4 separate regions of the Zea mays genome follow, and regions 1, 2 and 3 are each linked to region 4. A link is a contact called in public Hi-C data. All regions are on one chromosome and are shown on one strand. Each heading gives the region's core, a stretch centred on a gene start, on an enhancer-like site or on the middle of the called end of the contact. The rest is flanking DNA. Distances are from core to core; before and after follow the strand shown.

Region 1 (3,173 bases), core at 578-3,077, 310 kb before region 4:
CTAGTAGCAACTTCGGCTACAACCAGCTGATCCAAAAGTCAACGCGTGGAAAATAAAAACGGACGGGAGAAACGCTATGCCAGGCGCCACCAATGGCTGTGCCGTTGAACAAGAAGGAGACCCCGTTACGCTGTCCGACAGTGGGTCCACGCGTCGTCCTTGGTTTGCACGCGCTCTTCTGGGGAGTGAGGACGGGGTCTTCGCTGTCCAGTCAACTCTTGGACACAACAACAGGCCACAGCGGCACGGATATCCCAACGGCACAGCCCCAAACGGGCCAACCGTCCCTGAACGCGAAAGCGACCGCTCATCGACTGCTTTTGACCGGCTTTGTGGTCATGGGCCCCATGCACCCAAACCCGACACGATACTTTAAAGCGCGTATTGATGCCGTGCCCATGCCCTGTCCGTTTCTTTGACTTGAGAGTTGAGAGCCAAAGGAACCTGCTGCGACCACTTCAAATCACCACCCAAATTCCATCTGTGTGTATCATATTTCCTACAATTATTATATATATATATAATCCCCGAGAAATTGACGCTTATGCATAGAAGATAAAATAATACGTAGATTTGGAGAAAGTTCATGGCGAGATTAAGTTTAAATGCTCTTTAATTCCTTTTACAGGAGCAAAGCTCGATCTACCACTAATCCGAAGAACAAATGAAACAAGAGGTCTACTACTAGTATCGATTGACTTGACTACCGCTGCTACACTGACTGCTACGGCGGGAAGCAAACGATCTTCACGCCGCGCGGGAGCGGGCAGCGCCAGCGCCAACGCCGCCGTCGCCGTCGCCGTCGCCGTCGTGGCGGTGGTCGCCCTCGTAGGTGACGACGAGCACGGCCGGGTCGTCGGCGGCGCGCTCCACGTGCTTCCGCGCGGGGCAACCCTTGGCGCTGCTGCACCGGTAGTAGCCGCGCGGGTAAGGGGACCCCTTGATGGGCTTCTGCCCGTACTTGCGCCACGAGTACTCGTCGTGGGGTACGTCCGACGACGCCGGCACGTGGCCGGGCGGCTGCGACCCCGGCGTTGCCGCGGCCGCGGGTAGGCGCACCGTGCGCCGGGACAGGCCCTGCCGGCTGCGCTTCTTCTTCGAGCAGTGGCAACCTCCAGCGCCGGACTCGGCGTGGTGCGCCCCCGGCGGAGCAGCGGCGGGGCACGGCGACGTGCGCTTCGGGAGAGGCGGCTTGCCCGAGGACACGGCGGCGAGGCTGCACCCCTTGGACACGCTCCCTTCGCCGCCCGCGGTCACGGACGACAGGAACGAGGTCGAAGTCGCGGACACGGCCGGCGCCCGCGGGGCCTTCTTGTTCGCTGCCGGCGGGACAGACTTGGCGAAGTCCAGCGTCAGGGCTTTGTTCTGAGCCTGATGAGGCGGCTCCGCCGCCGCCTGCTGTGACGCTGGCGTCTCCGTCTCTATGGGCTCCACCGCGGCGACGGCGGGCGCGCGGCGGAAGCGGGCGTGCCCCGTGCGGTCCAGCAGGTTGATGACGCGCCGGAACCGGGACACCGCCTGGTCGGCGATCTGCCCGAGCGGCGGCGACTCCGCCCGCCCCGCGCCGCACGGGGAGAGCGAGGAAGCGAGCAACTCCAGGCTGCGGAGCCCCGCCGCGGCTGCCTCCTGGAACGCCAGTTGCTCGTACGCCCCGCCGCCGCAGGACATGAGGTCCACCGCCATGGCTTAGCTGCTCTGCCGGGCTGCTGCCTGTCTCCTTCCGGCCTTGCGTGGGGCTCTGGAGCCTGGATCGTCGCTTGTAGTTGGAGGTCAGGTCCGTGCGGTGCTGCTGCTGCTTTCTTGTGGCTTCTTGGGTTGTGGGATTGTGAGGTGGGAAACAGGTGGAGGGTGAGTTTTATAGGTAGAAATGGCGGAGGTGCGAACGAGAGGACCAAATGCTAGACGACGAGCTGCCTGCTGGGCTGTGCAAAGTCAATGCCTCGCTTCTCTTTTTTTCCCCCTACCACTACCGGTTTACCACCACTCTTTATTCTAAGTTAAGACTAAGGTGTATTCGGTATGGATTCAAAACAAAACTCTCTAATGAGGAGCTGGACAGATCTATTCCAACACCTGAACTCCACAGTTACAAACTCTATGGAGTTTTGAGAGATGTAGTATAAATTTTTAAGGAGTGTTTAGAATGGCTACAGGTTTCAGCTCTAGTGTGGAATTATAATTTATAATATGAATTTAAATAGTTTTAAAAATATTTTTAATCTAAATAATAAACAAAATGATTTATATATAGCTCCACGATTTTCTAGAGCACCTAATGACCTGTTCTACCAACTCCACCAAATTTCTAAAGCTAGAACTATCTCAAATAGGGCCTTATAGTACCTCTTTTCCTACTCCGAAAACTCTAAAAAGAAATCCATACATGGAGTTTGGAGTTATTTACTCACCACTGTCACAGATTATGAGAAAGCTATTTAAACTCTAGAGTATAGCTTTTCCACTTAGAGCTTTGGAGTAGAGCTGCTCTGTAGTGGAGCAAAGCCACGACAAAACACGCCCTTAGTATAGATCATCCATGGATTTTTCTTAGTCACCGCCTTGGAGTATTACATTATTACAGTACTTGCAAATACTCCATCAAAGTCTAAATTATAAGTCGATTAGGACAACGACACGACAAAAATAGTTTAGTCCAAATTTTTTGTTAAAATACAAATGAACTTTCAATACACTTATACTTTTGTGAAAATACTTTTAAAGATAAATCGGTGCATATGACTATTATGTTTCAAAACTACATAATGAAACACCTATTTGTAGTCAAAGTTTTACAAGTTTGACTCAAACTTTGTCTAGGACGACTTATAATTTGGACCTAGAGGGAGTATATTTTCCGAGTAAAATGCATATGCGGTCCTCGAACTTGACATGTTGTGTCAGTTGAGTCCTCAAACTCCAAAAAACAGGAAAACAGGTACTGTAACTTGATCAGTCCATTCAAAACTAGGTTTGCTTAAACCAGATGCCGACGTGGCGTGCCACCCTAGAGTCACTTTGGTCCTCAAACTTGCCATGTTGTGCCACTTAGGTCCCCGAATTTTGGCATGTTGTATTACTTGGGTCCCCCGAACTTTCATTAGTGTGCTCCAACGTGTCACGTCATGTTGTCATCTGGTTTGAGCAAACCTAGTTTTAGATGAGCCAGCCAAGTT
Region 2 (3,052 bases), core at 205-2,704, 480 kb after region 4:
TCTTGTCCCATATATATTTTCCTACTCTAAGCCTACCTCAAACATCTTGGTCATATCCTACGAGGGGGCAAAAATCATGAATCTGATCTTAACATGCTTACATATAACACATTTACCATGAATCTGATCTTAACATGTTTACATATAGTGCATTTTTCATGAATCTGATATCTTCCATGAACTCTTTAAAAATGATTTAGCCCCACAATTCTGCTTAGTTTAGACGTCACTCTATGGGTACTATGTGCTGGCCCTGCCGCTAGAAATACTTTGACAACTAAGCCTAGGCAAAGTTGGGGTCCTTTAAGGTAAGGATAGTAATTTCACTTATACGACTCTGCTACCATCCCATGCAAAATTAGCTCTTGATCGAGGTTTGGAACAAGGTATTTACTATAATGTGCCTAATTTTTTGTCTAAAATTAAAATTTTAATTTAGCCAACTAACCCTAGATAAATTGTGGCGTGGTTAGTCTATAAACAAATAGATCACAAAAACCAAAACGTGTCTATATCCGGGATAACAACTATTGTGCAAGTAGTTCTTAGGTGTAGTGTCTAAATGAGCCTTTTTGTCCGTTAGATCAAGATCTAACCATATGTCATATTTAACATTTAAACCTTTTCACCATCAGCTCGTGTAGATTTATTAAAAAAATCCTAACAACTTATGGTTGTATTTATAGTTAGATCATAATCTAACCGTTCAGAAATTGTGTTTGCAGGTTTACGCCTAAGGACTACTCGTTGTTGTCATCTACAACGTCACATAAAGTGACAGCGATAGAAACAACCATGTCACCCATTAGCAATCTGCTGACGTGCCACCACCATAATAATATCATGTCAAACCGCTTCAGGTGCGCATCAATCTAACCATGGTTAGAAATCTCGAGCGGTAACCGACGAAATTCGGTATTTTTTCTCGTTCTCGTCGTACAGCGGCCGGTGGCAAATTTCAAGAATTCCGTTTAAATTTTTTAAATTTTAAAAATCATAAAAATCTAGAAAAAAATGTATAAAAAACTAGATATTTTGGTAAGTCCAAAATATATTTTTATTCAAAAATTCATATTTTAGTATTAAAATAAATTTAATTTATTCTAGACCCGTGGATCCGAACCTAGACCGTTAAGCGGCGGTTCTCGGCAAGATATAACCAAAAACCGATCGAGAACGGCGGTTTTCAGCGAGAAAAACGAAAACCAGGATTTTAATTTTGAAAAATACAATAACGGTTTTTGGACGATGAACCAGGTTTTCAGAAAGAAATTTAATTTTGAAAACAATTTCGTTTCCGGCGTTGAGCGCAAAATATTTTGAAAACGGGACGATGAACCCTGGTCTGACAAAGACGACGAGTTACATTTAAAAATAATCGTTTTTTATTTTTAAAATTTAAAATACGTTTTTTTCGCAGGTGACCATCGCCACCAGCCCACCAACCCACCACCACAAGCACAAGCCCGCAGCATTACCACACTCTCCCCGCCACTCGCCTCCTCTGAGCTGCCTGCTTGTTCGAGCTCCCACGGCTCCAGTGTCCCCGACACATCAGCCGCTCCCTCCACTCGCCTTCCTTTTTGACGTTCCAGGATCATCCATGGCATCCAAACCAAGTAGGGAAGACTAGCATCGAACCCGCTCGTCACAGGATCCAACCGCCTAAGAAACAAAGCAGCCGTGGCGACCTCCTAGAGGAGTCAACCAGGAACAAGAAGGCATCAAGCATGTTGCCGTAGGTGGGAGGGGGAGGGCAAGGGCGCAAAAATGGCAACAACCATGGCCGGCGATGGGATGCGGCGGCGGTGAGCGCATGGAGGAGGACGAGGCGGGGACGGCGTCGTCGTCGTCGTCGCCGCCTATTGTGCAGCTGGGCTACGACCAGGTCTTGTCCGTCCTCCGTCTGCTCCCGCCCGAGGCCGTGCTGTCCTTCGCCGCCACCTGCCGCGTTTTCCGGGCCTGGGCCTCCTCGGACGCGCTCTGGGAGGCGCTGTGCTGCCGCGACTGGGGCTCCCGCGCCACCGCTGCGCTCGCCGAGCGCCGGCGCGACCGCGGCGGCGGCCTTCAGGCGCCGTGGCGGAGGGTCTACGCCGAGGTCGCCAGGCTCGGCGCGCTGTCCGCGCGACGCGTCCCCGCCAGGGGCGCCTCACCGCGGCCCCGCGCGTCGCACTCACTTAACCTCGTCGCCGGCTGGCTCGTGCTCTTCGGCGGCGGCTGCGAGGGAGGTAATTACAACCAAATTGTTTCACCACGTCCTTCTTGCTACGTAGTAATTTGGTTCACTAAGGTTAAAAAGATTATTGTTTTGTGCGTTGACTTCTCTATGAATCGATTCACGAGGGGAAATTCGATCCCTATGGCCGACTACTTCAGTAGACTTGGTGGGGTGATAAGTTGCTTACAGTTTGCAGATTATATGCAGAATTTATGTTGCTGTTGCAGGTGTCTGGTTCATGCTTTGATTTGTTTGTTTTGTTTATGTCTGTTTAAGAAAACAACAGGGTTGTTGTTCAAAAGACACTAGAATGCTTAGGCTAGTCCCAATCCATGGTATCTTACTTGATATCCAAAACTGCCACACCATAAGAAGAGTATTAAATTCTTAAGAAACTTCTGCAATGTATGATACCAAGTTACTGTATCCAATACTATGTTATGTCTGTGAAAGTGGGTCCATATGATCGAAATTAATTCTGGATTGTTAGGTGTCCAGCAAAAGCTATAACACCAAAGTGTTACAACTTCATTCTCTCTCTATTAATTATTTCTTTGCCACATAAGCAAAACATCCTACATGGCATCTAACAAATGTGGATGTCAAAACCCGTTGGGACTTTGGGAGTAGCCTTAGTTCTCAGATTTACTTATAATTTCATTTTAAAACACTTTGTTTTATCGATTATGAAGCTTGTATGGTTTTGTTAGTTATGACGGGCTTGCAAGTTGTTTAGAGAGCCTTCTAATATCTCATGTATCCTGACTGTAACATACCATGGTATGTGCTGGTAATGTAGCACATCGGACATAACTTCAGGAAGACTTACATCAT
Region 3 (2,882 bases), core at 252-2,751, 270 kb before region 4:
AAGAAAAATGATGAACAGGGTTGGGCTGGATTCAGTTCGAGTCGGCCCGAGAACAGGGAAACGTGCACGCTCCCGTGCCCACGCTAGCAATTTAGAGTAAACCCCCTTAACGGTTTGAACATTCAGAAAAGAGTCCCGGGCACTATTCCATGTGCCATTGACATCTTCACTTAGACACCTCCCTTCAATCTCCTTTACAACGTCACGCCCCCGCGCTCGACTCCAGTCGAATACCTGGCTTCGGCCGCGAGGCTCGCCACCCATGACCCCCATCAATGGTAGCAAGAACACTGACATCACTCCCTAAGGTTCCCCAAGTATGTTACCGAGACTAACTCGACGGTCTCGCCCTTAGACCTTGTCTGCCCGCGACGATGGCGGAGCCAGAGCATCGACGAGTCTCTTCCGAGCAACAGAATGCAGTAGCATTTAAATTGATGGTAGGACGAGTATCACTAGCTCACCAGAGGTGTGGTACGCACACGAATTTGGATGGAGCAGGCGTGGGAGAGTGGGTCGGCGTGCAAGGTGTCCACGGCGGCGTTCCAGGGCGACGATGCTGTGTTCTCGGAGCTCTGCGGTGGTAGTGTTCAACCGATCGACATAGTGAGCAACCAGAGACTAAAGGCATGCCAAAACAAGGATTATATGGGTATGAACTAACCTGATGAAGGCTGGCCATGGTTGGGCTCCTCACGGCGGCGCTAGTGATGGCTCTCGAGGAAATTTGATGACTTGAAGCTATGGTGAACGAGGGGAGGTGTTTGTGGGTGGACTGGATGCGCAACAGAGAGGCAGAGCGAGGGAAGCACTCAATTTAAAGAGATGGGGCGCGACTTGATCCAATTTTGGATGAGAGCGAATCCTATCACCACGGCAGAATGACTTACAGAGACCTACCGTGGAGCTCATGCATTCACTGGTCTATGGGCACGACCGAGAGAGTGCCACAGTCATGATACTATGGTGAATCAAGCAGCTACGTGTCATTTATAGAGAACAATGGCGAGCTTTATGGTAACATCCACTCAGGCAAGTGGGTACGGTGAACCGACCGGTGACAGGGCTCGAGCTCATTTCTATGCCGAGATCTTTTACCCTCTAGTGATATGTAACACCACAAAAGCCATCAACTAAAAATAATGAATTTAGTTATTATGTTAATTAAGATAATAATTTTTTAAGTGTTTAATTATTTATTTGCATTTTGATCATTTTCTTTGTATGCGCTTGATTGATTATCGGATGTTTATTATCAATTCTTTTTAAAGAAAAACCTAGTAATTAATATAATAATTAAATAATATAATAGTTATTAGTCTAAAAACAAGTATTTTATTTATAAATAGTTTTGGTGATTTTTTATGAATTTCGAGCTCTTTAAAAATTCATTTCGCAATTTGAAAAAAAAAGAAAAAAAAACTAAACTAACCTAACCCTAAGGCCCAACTAGGGGCCCATTTTACTCACACCGCACCCTCCCCATGGCTGGCTTCTCCCAAGCCGCCGCCGCCCCCTGCTAACTCCTTCCTCTCCCCTATTCTCTCTCCTCCCTTCTTCTCTCTCTCACGCTCGCGCCTGAAACCGCCGAAGCCCTGCACCGTCGCGCAGCCAGGGAGCCGGCCGAGCAGCGCCCGCCCGACCGAGCGTCCCGAGCCCCGCGTGAGCCCCGATGGCGCCCTGCACCGACCGGCTGCGACGACAGGCACGCCAACCGAGGCTGACCCACCCCCGCGGCCCAGAAGCCGTGCGCGCGCGCCAGCCGACCCGACGCCGCGACGGTCCCTGCACCTGAGCGACGTCCGAGCCCGACTACAGCGCCGCGATGCCCGCGCACCGAACACCCGAGCCGCACCGGCCACGACGTCCATCAAGCCGCGCCATGAATGTCCCGCGTCCGTTACTCCCTCCCTATTACTCTCTCCCTCACTCCATTGATGTCGAGGAAGAAACGGACCCATCAATGGCGCCATGAAGTCCGACGGCGCCCATTGAACAGCCGGCCACCCCTCCCTCTCTCTGGCCGACTCTCCCTCTTCCCTCCTGCTCTCTATAAAAGGCAGCAGAGCCTCTCTCCCTTCTCCTGCCTACCAAGCTCACCCCATCTCTCTAGCTCGCCAGTACACTGCTCGACGCCGTCGTTTGTTGCCGTTCGTCGCCGGAGTTCACGGAGCCCGCAGTTCGTCGCCGGAGCCACGCACTCGCCGTCCGTAGTCGAGCCCTGCTCTTCACCCGGCCAAAACCCTGTTGAGTCGTCCCTGTCGCACTCACGAACCCAAGGTTGAAGACGACCCAAATTATTTTGTGTATCTTATAAAAGTACTTTTTGATTCGATTCATGAGTTGTATATTTTGTTTGTTGTAATATAAACACGTGTGATTCGCAATTTATGTGTATGTGCGTTATAGAATTTTTGGTAGAGATATGCGATTGTTAGTACACCATTATATTTCATGTTATTCGTGGCGATGATTTTTGGATTAGAGAAATATGACGAGAAATGGTGATAAAAAAGATAGATAGGAATTTTTGTAGTTAAAATTTGGTCACAAGGAACTTTAGAAACTATTTGGAGAATTATAGTTATAGGTGCATTTTAATGGATTTAGGAAATGGTATAGAACTCATGTCACATGAATAATATAGGATTTTTAGATGATTTATCTAATTATTTTATTAACATTTTCTTCTTATAAAGAAAGGAGAAAATATCACTAGTAGGATGGAAAGTAGATTTCTACTAGCCAAATAAGCATGTTCACAAATTTAGCACTACAATTGTTAGAGTACTAGTTTATGTCAAAATAACCTCGCTTGTGTTGGAAAAAGTTCAATTAGTATTTATAGGAATTTTTAATGTAAATTCATTTTTTACTATACT
Region 4 (3,198 bases), core at 152-2,651:
CGGCAGCTAAATTTATACAAACTTACCCATACGCAACATATGGCTCCACCCTCCGTAGCATGTTAATAGTTGCCTTGTTAACCTTGAGAAAGACACCATTGAAGATCTGCCTCAAACGCAGGAGCTGCAAGATCTTGCGGGTCTTGGGGTGCATGGCATTGATACTACACAGCACATTTGACAACAGTCAACACTTGAGCATAGCAACTGAATCAGCAACCATTGGGACAGAGCCATACCCACGGATGCGGACCACAAACAGAAGCTTGGCCTCTGGGCTCACATAGAACCCACCCTTCAACCGAGCCTCACGCTTGAGCTGCACAAGCTCCTTCTCCTGCACAAGTGCAAATGCATAATAAGTAATAACAGATACTCTTAACTCCTATCTTAATAAAGAGGGGCGAATTCTAAAATAAATACTAATTGCCAATGTTATCCTTTTCCCCAACTGAACCAGTGTTGCAACACTCAATGATAGTTTTTTTAGGGAAATTTGGATCCATACCATTAAAAGATCACCACTTTGGATCCATACCATTACTATCTCACTTACATGTGGGTCCACATGAGTCAATGACATGTGGGGTCCATGGTATATATCTAAAGTTTGGATCTTTTAATGGTATAGATCCAATTGTTCCTTTTTTTTAATCATCAAAGGAAAAGCTATGCTGCCAACATGGACAGTGGCCTCCTCGAGTCACGGCAAACTAAATTTCTTTTTTCCTTGCACGAAATCAACGGACACGATCGACATGGCGATAGATACAACAGTCAATAATAGTGCAGCAAATCGCACTTCCAACTAACACTGCTATGCGCGCACCAATTTCAAACGTACGCGATCCCGTACGCGACATCGTCCTAGCGGTCGCAGCTAGGCAGAGCAGGAAGTAGCAATAAGCTGCGAGATGGAGAGGGTGGCACAGATCGTGCTCACCTGGGCGTCGTACTCCTGGGCGTACTGCTTGGCGCGAGCAAATATGATCTTGCGGCTGTCAAGCGCCTCCTTCCTGTCTGCGAGGGCCTTCTCCTTCTTGTCCGCTGCCCACTGCTCCTCCCGCTTGCGCTTGCGCAGCACAGACTCCGGGACCGCCTTCGCCGCGGCCTTCGCCTCCGCCGACGACATCTGCGCAGAGAGCCAAACAGCAGCAGCTCAGATCCGCGCGGAGGGAGACGGAATCGCGTGGACGTGGACGTGCGCGCGCTCGCTATGGTTTTGGTGCCGGAGGGGAGGGGGATGCTGGCGCAGCCGAGATTACCTCGATGACCTGCGAGTCCGTGAAGAGAAGAGGCCGGCCGCCGAGAAAGGGTGATACGGCGGGGCGGCGAGACGTGAGTAGTTTTTGGGAGGGCGAGGGTTTTGACTAGGGTTTCTAACCGCTCGTGTTGGGGGATCGAACGGCTGTGGTTTGGCGGGCTGTTGTATTCGACGGAGTGAGGGGGGAGGGGGGCGAGAAGGAAATGGAATGAAAGAAAATAAAAAGGAATGACGAGTTTGGGCCCGTTCCAGATCGAAGTCCACTGCGGGCCGCAAGATGGACCTTTGATTAGGGGGTGGCGTAGATTCAGTTAGCCTGATCCAGGTTTCTCAATTTTAAAAAGTTAAGCCTGATCAGTTAGTTGTTGGAGAAATGGGTTAATTATCGGATTTCCAAACTGACTGGGCCTTTCACAACTCAACAGTCCAATATTAAGTTTGTGCGAGCTGGGCCTCTTGTGGTGGCTTTATATTACGAAGAAGAAGATTGACAAGCTCATGCAAGAGGTGAGAAGGCTCAAGAAGGAGCCAAGGAGGTGGTGGTCAACTTGGTAGTGTTTGGATGAATGGATGAGTAAGGAAGAAGAGGGATAGGGTGAGATCATTCTAACTTGACCCATGTTTGGTTTAAAGACTCAGAGTCAGAGTCAAGGAATATTCTTCAAAAATAGTGGATGAGGTCATCCCTTAAAAAATAAGGGACGGAGTCCACCCAGGGTTGGTCCCGTTCCATCCCTCGTTGACACCGAACCAAACACATCACAATGATGGGTGTAGCAGCGCTGCCACTGTTCGTTGCGTACGTGCTGCTGCTGCTGGTCTGCTCCTGTGTTCTCTCTCTCTGATCATCTATCATCGATGGGTGTAGCAGCGCTGCCACTGTCCATCTTCTCCAAACACAAATACTAGCTTCTGACTGTAGCTGTCCCCCAAAGCTTAGTGAGCCTCTGTTGCAAGCCACGGCTCTGTTTCAGCCACTCATGAGTTCAGAACAACTCCTACCTTCATGTCACAAACTCACAATCCTCTAAGGAAATACTGAGGTATAACAAGCATGGCTTAGGATAAGGCAGTTGACATTTCTGTTAGAATTATAGGCATTTTCCGTATTATTTTAATTCTATAAATTAACATTATGATGATGACATATAATAAATAATTAACCATAGAAATCGTGATCTTAAATTGATCCATACCAATATGAATCAAGAGAACATAGAGCATGTGAATTATATAAATCATATAAATACGATAAACATGTATACTGACTGAACAAATGAAAATAAACAGATAGAAACATAAATAGCATGACTGTAAAATTAAAACAGACAGATCTATCATATTATAATAAGACATAACAGATAAGATAAAATCATTCGTAAATATGAAACAACATAGATGAATATATGAAACATATATAATCTCCAGAACACAAAACAGTAAGTAAATAAACTGATCATACCCTCCTATGCGCTCTGATGATCCAGATCCTTGGCCAGCTTCCTTTGTCATGTTGAAGATGTTTTGGGCAGTCGCGTAGACGCTCCCCAAAAACCTAATTGCCGATCCTCCGTGCAAGGTCTCGAACGGCACCGGCTTCGGAGGCACCTGCCCTCTTGCTTCTCTGTGCGCGCAGAGTCACGAGATGGAAATACCCTCACTCGGGCGGCTGGACTGTGAGACTGAAAGTGTTTCTCGTGTGTACCGAGTGGCAGGGGTGCTCCTCTATTTAACCTCTCGCAGAGGGAAGTTGAAGGAGAAAGGTCACCGAGTCACGCCAAGAGTCGGCCAGCTCTCGCCAAGTCATGCCATGAGTCGGCCAGCACTCGCCGAGTCATGCCATGAGTCGGCCAGCTGAAGGAGAAGGGTCACTCGGCTGGCTGACGAAGAGACAGGGTCACTCGACTGACGTACGCGGTTAGTGAGTGCTAAAA

What was found. A called contact is a pair of places that touch in the nucleus more often than the background predicts.
Region 1: a contact with region 4 is called in a Hi-C map of ear, with 2.7 times the contacts expected there. The contact joins the promoter of LOC100285526 here to the promoter of LOC100281971 in region 4. A contact is called at or near these places in 2 of 25 Hi-C or Micro-C datasets (ear and leaf).
Region 2: a contact with region 4 is called in a Hi-C map of leaf, with 4 times the contacts expected there. The contact joins the promoter of LOC103641176 here to the promoter of LOC100281971 in region 4. A contact is called at or near these places in 7 of 25 Hi-C or Micro-C datasets (bundle sheath, ear, endosperm and 3 more).
Region 3: a contact with region 4 is called in a Hi-C map of tassel, with 4 times the contacts expected there. The contact joins the enhancer-like site here to the promoter of LOC100281971 in region 4. A contact is called at or near these places in 2 of 25 Hi-C or Micro-C datasets (ear and tassel).

Annotation. Positions count from the first base shown.
Region 1 is chr10:69,842,696-69,845,868 of Zm-B73-REFERENCE-NAM-5.0, reverse strand. It overlaps LOC100285526, which reads right to left and starts at 1,827. Exons shown (of 1, transcript NM_001158417.1): 1 at 573-1,827. The coding sequence starts at 1,683. The coding sequence ends at 748.
Region 2 is chr10:69,052,172-69,055,223 of Zm-B73-REFERENCE-NAM-5.0, reverse strand. LOC103641176 (F-box/kelch-repeat protein At1g51550) reads left to right here and starts at 1,454. Exons shown (of 2, transcript XM_008664543.4): 1 at 1,454-2,228. The coding sequence starts at 1,793.
Region 3 is chr10:69,800,735-69,803,616 of Zm-B73-REFERENCE-NAM-5.0, reverse strand. No RefSeq gene overlaps it. Among protein-coding and RNA genes, the nearest start is that of LOC100285526, 42 kb to the left of the region's middle. Within about 2 kb of position 1,501, at least 12 of the 20 cell types and tissues checked have an H3K27ac peak or open chromatin away from gene starts, as enhancers often do. A contact at or near this core is called in ear and tassel, where this site is marked.
Region 4 is chr10:69,534,984-69,538,181 of Zm-B73-REFERENCE-NAM-5.0, reverse strand. LOC100281971 (60S ribosomal protein L7-like) reads right to left here and starts at 1,401. Exons shown (of 6, transcript NM_001154888.2): 1 at 1,266-1,401; 2 at 944-1,132; 3 at 240-337; 4 at 27-164. The coding sequence starts at 1,132.